Regions from separate parts of the Gossypium arboreum genome. Here region 1 is linked to region 2. Evidence: chromatin contacts called from public Hi-C data. All regions are on one chromosome and are shown on one strand. Each heading gives the region's core, a stretch centred on a gene start, on an enhancer-like site or on the middle of the called end of the contact. The rest is flanking DNA. Distances are from core to core; before and after follow the strand shown.

The links. Hi-C and Micro-C count contacts between places; a contact is called where the count stands out from the background.
Region 1: a contact with region 2 is called in a Hi-C map of leaf, with 3 times the contacts expected there. The contact joins the promoter of LOC108471519 here to the promoter of LOC108475689 in region 2. A contact is called at or near these places in 3 of 5 Hi-C or Micro-C datasets (all in leaf).

The regions. Positions count from the first base shown.
Region 1 is chr7:19,171,437-19,174,136 of ASM2569848v2, reverse strand. LOC108471519 (proline dehydrogenase 2, mitochondrial-like) reads right to left here and starts at 1,272. Exons shown (of 4, transcript XM_017773130.2): 1 at 601-1,272. The coding sequence starts at 1,164.
Region 2 is chr7:19,032,101-19,034,800 of ASM2569848v2, reverse strand. It overlaps LOC108475689 (probable inactive receptor kinase RLK902), which reads right to left and starts at 1,314. Exons shown (of 3, transcript XM_053030294.1): 1 at 1,111-1,314; 2 at 1-721. The coding sequence starts at 575.

The DNA.
Region 1 (2,700 bases), core at 23-2,522, 140 kb before region 2:
GCGTACATACGCACATACGGCTATATTTTTTTCAACTTTGTTCTATTATTAAACGACAAAATATTATAATGATCCTACAAAAAAACTTCGATTTTATCATCATCAATTTTTTCTTTATATATTTGGACTTTTGGTGTTGGATAGTCATATTAAATCTTGACTCTTAATGAACGAGCGAGCTATCTAGTAGTAATTTTGTGGGACCGCCTCCACAACGTAAAGCTCACGTGCATGAGGATACAGCAATAAAAGGGTGGTGTTTTATATGTATGAAAAGGAAATCCAAAACTTTCAAATTGAAACATCTTACGATTGATAAGAGGGAAAATAAATATGAATACTAGGGAAAATCATATTTAAAATAAAAAAAATTATATTCACGTGTTTAATATTTGAGTATAAGCAGAGTATCTAATCTTTTAAATAATTAAAAATATTAGTGTCCGCAGTTAATCCGAATATAATTAAAACAGTTAAGTGGAATGCTAATAATGGTTTTGAAGGAGAAGATAAGACCTTGAGAATCGTAGAGGTTTACGTGTTGGGAGGAGAATAGATGAGGATAAGAAAGATGGCTAAATCGAAACCAAAAATACTTACAGACGAAGCTGGAAGCGACTTGGCCAATTCAACACTCCCAAGGGAACCTTCCAAATTTCGATCACAACCGGCGTTCTCGCTCGTATGCTCCACCGCATAAACCAGCATCCCTCTGAAACCCTTGTCGTGGATTCTCCTCACACAGTCCGCCGCCTCCTCCGTCGTTTCACCCGCGCAGAAGTGTTGAAAGAACGTATGTTTAACTGTTTTCAATATAGCGTCACGTACCAAACTTGTTTCCATGAGCCTAGAATTCATAATCCACATGCCGAAATCTACGAACCGCTCGTTAGCAGCCAACCCGAGGTTGGCCGCTGAACGTAGTAGGTTCAAGGTAGGAATGGAACCAAAAAGCCTTTGGTGATCATCAAGGTCTAGGGTTGCGTTTGTAATTGATTCTTGTTTAAGGGAAGTCGGCTGTTTTTCAACAGCGGCGGGTTCAGGCTTTTCGTCAAAATTGAGAGGTGCAACGGCGGCGAGGGAAGCGGTGGAGGCTGAGTTAAGAAACCTAGTGAATGAGGGGAAGGTATTGAGGAGCTTTGGTGAGAGAAACTTTGTTGCCATAGAAGGGAGCGAGCGGACAATTAGAGAATATAGTTTTTGACTTGCAAGCTAAGTTATGGGAGTCTGAAACAAGAGGGGAATTTATAGACAAAAAATAATGTATCTCTAAATTATTTTACTTGGTAATGTTGGTTACAGTTCTAACAATAATTCAAAAAGGAGGCTTCTTTTTATAATTATAAATAATAAATGTTTGTATATTTATAATTATAATTACATCCATAATTAAAATAAAGTGTTATAAAACACAATGGATTAAGAATTGGATAGAGAAAAAATTGAACCTATACACTCAAGGCCTCACAACTTTGCAAACTAAGGCGTGATTGGCAAATATGTTATTAAAGGATAAATCCTAAACAAGTTGACATATTGATGACTAAGAATGCAAAATCTCTATCTATCTAATTTATTAAAGCCGCCAATACATTTCATTTCTTGTCCCAAATTATATTTCGCTTTTTAAGATTAAATCTATTAAAATTTAAAATGTGATGAACGCATTAAATGGGACATGCTTATTAAATATGGGTTACATGTTGGATGTCACCTAACATGTGACTGAGAGATTTAGAATAACTTACAACATTATAAGAAATTTGCTTCAATAATTGTTGCTAGAAATAGATTCAATTTCTAGTGTTGCGGGGTTAGAACTTTAATTTAGTAAATTGCGTGGCTTTAGGCAATTGCTTGGGTTCAAATCTGCCTAAGTCAGTCTTACACTCGGAAAATGAGAATTCTAGCAGAAACTCTCTATAAGGCACCAAAGTAAATCAGAAGCAAACTCAAAACGAAAAAGTAACGAATGAATAAAAAAAGCCACTGAAAAATAGCACACACCGAGTGTTTGAGTATATGCTCTTAAAAGTATTCTATTACTTTGAAGATTTACAACTGAGTGAATACAAATGAATGAGGGGAAGGCTTCTATTTATAGTTGAGCTCCCCCAAATACAACGGTACATATCGAATTACATCGACAACTAAGATTCGTGCCTATCTACAAGATGAGTCTTAAGAGATATAAACTCTATACATCTTTATCCTTTAGGATTTGCATTAATTACGCTAGTAACTCTAGTTTTACTTGAGTGCTTCACTGAGCTAACTAGACTTCAAGTAGATGGGCTTCTCCATACGTTCCATGAGTCGAGCTAGTTTATGCAAGGTAAATGAGCCACATTTGGTCAATTGACCTCTATGGGATGTTTAGTGTCCAATGGTCACAGGCTTTAATTTGCGGCTCGTGACATTCTCCCCCACCTATTCTCGTGATGCTCTCATCACATCCTTGGAATGGAACTAGCTTGACTTGTCTCGAAATGGTCTTGATGCCTCAACTGATTCTCGACTAGTCTTTCTATTGGGTAGTTCTACGCCTTGAATTATATCTATTTCTTGTACATCTCGTTCGCAAATGTCCACTACTCTTACTTGCCCTCGTCATGACTTGTCTCGATCAGGATCCCCTTGATCCTCACAGATAGGCTTCGACACCTTCATATTGAGTATTGGATTAACCTTAAGTATTGA
Region 2 (2,700 bases), core at 65-2,564:
CCACCCTTCCTTCTACATAAACATATCAAGAGAATCAAAACCAATAAAACACCAAGCACACACCCAACGACAATACCAGCAATTGCTCCACCAGATAATTTGCTTCCACTACTCTCAGTTCCATCGCAAGAAACCAAAGGCTTCCCGCATAAAGAATTCCCTTGAAAAGCACTCTTTGGTTTCCCTGATAACCCTTTCGGGATTGATCCGTTTAACTGATTAAAAGAAACATTCAATTGCACAAGCGAAGGCAACTCAATATCTGGTATTGACCCAGATAAGTGATTGTTCTCTAAAAACAATGTGCCCAACCTAGTCGAATTATTGACACTTTCAGGGATGGTACCACTGAAATTATTGTTTGCAAGATTTAACCGAATGAGGTTTTGCAAAGTGAACAAGAATCCCGGGATCTGACCCGAAAACCCATTCCCTTGTAAGTAAAGGTTTCGAAGGGTGGTAAGCTTGGCAAAGTCGGAAGGGATTGACCCAGACAGAGCATTGAAACGAAGAGAAAGAGTTTGGAGCTGAGTTAAGTTACCAATGGCAATGGGAAGCTGACCTGACAGTCCCATTCCAGGGAGCCTTAACTCGACGACTCTGTTTTGGACACAATTTACACCAGTCCAACTACATGGGCTGCTTGAAAGATTCCACAAACGGATGCGTCCACCAACAGCTGCACGAAGAGCCAACAAGGCTGCCCTGTCGGAAGCTAGATCTGAGCTCACACTCACCACCAATGTTGCCCAAAAAAACAATGAAAAAAGGATTAGCTTCATTGTTTTCGTTGCATGGAAGGAAAAAAAAAAGTGAGACAGAGCAAAACAAACGCAGTGTTGGGAAGTTGTTTTCAGATGGATTTAATGGGTGGCTTGTTTGACAAACATGGAAGTGGGAAATGGTTTTGTAGTTTTATGAATGAATGTGAATAGTTGAAACTTGGAGAATTATTAAAATGTTCTAGTTTTCTGGGAAAGGGAAGTTATGGAAAATGATCGGGATCTAAGAAAAAAAAAAAAAAAAAAAAATTAAGCCAAAAGTTGGTGATGTTGATGAGCATTATTAACAACTAAAAACCCTGTAGGAGAAAGAAGCAAAAGTAACTACCGAGTTTGAGTTGGCTTGGCCGCCTACCTGCTTCCCTGTTTTTCTTATTTCTTTATTAATCTCATTATTTTATGTATCCATATGTAATCCTAATATCATTCCCAATTTCCCTCTTCTTTCCTTTTTTGAGTAAAATCATGTATTGGTAAAATCCAAATAAAATAATTTTACCTCAATTTTATCAACAAACTTTATTTTTCCTTCTGCATCAAATATCACATACACATAAATTGTAATATATAGATGTTATACCAGCAATTAGTTAATTTTTTTTAAATTTAGAAATTCAAAAAATTATAAAATTATTTTAAACTATTAAAATTACTAAAATTATTTAAAAGTATAAAAACTATAAAAATATTTTTAATTTTTTTAATTTTAAAAATTAATTAATACATGTGAATTAAAATTTTAAATATATATATCAAAATTTTAATATCTTAAATAAATAAATTTAGGGTTAAAATTGAATTGTATGACAAATAATGCAAAATATATATGATGAAGTAAGATATGATACCAAAAAAGGGTTATAGCCAAATGTATCATAAAATAAAATAAAAATATCATGAATATGATACAAACACATAAATTTTATTTAATGAAAAATTTTTAAAATAAATAAATTTTGGAGAAGAGGTATAAAGCAAGTTTTCCATTTAGCCAGCCTTCCCTGCCCCTTCTGGCTGCACCCGTACTGATAATGAATTATGTAGGTTAAAATTTTTACTCAACTATTAAAATGTTTAATAAATTGTAATTGTTTTTAAATGCCATTAATGACATCTGATTTATTATTCAGTATAAATTTATTTATTAAGGCATAATAATTTTTTCGACTCTTTAATTTTACATTAAAAAAATAGAAAGTTATTTTTATCATCTATTTAATTTTTCACCTTTTCAACTATTAAAGTTGTGTTTTTATTAAATCACCTAAAATAAATGAAAAGGTTAATGTCATTAACTTTGTTGATATGACATACATAGATTACCACGTGAATAATACATTAATATTTAATTAATTTTATATTTTTAAAATTTTTAAATGATTTTCATGATTTTAATCTTCAAAAATAATTTTTATTTTGAAACTTTTAAATTTTAAAAATTAATTAAATCTTGACATGTCATCCACATGTATGTCACATCAAGAAAGTTAAAAAACCAATGTTTTCATCTATTTTGGAATGATTTGACAAAAAATAAATTTAAAGTCTAAAAATTAAAATTAAAATGACAAACTAATTTCTTTTTATTTTTTTTGTAAAATTAGAGAACCAAATAAACCATGTATAAAATACAAATCCTAAAATCTAAATTTAAGTAATGCTCTTAGTATTGATTTTAAAAACTCCAAGGGCTCTAGAATTAAGCAAGTTATTTTATTTTTATTTTATCGAATTTTAATATTATTATGGTTAAGTTTTGGATTTAATATTTGTTTTTAATTTTGTTATTTTAATATTAGTTTTGTTTTTTTAAATTTAAAATTTCAATTTTAAACCAAATTATAATAGTTAAATTTATCAAATCAAATTCGATTATTAGTCATGTATTATGTATAAAATATAAATTTCTCCAATTTGA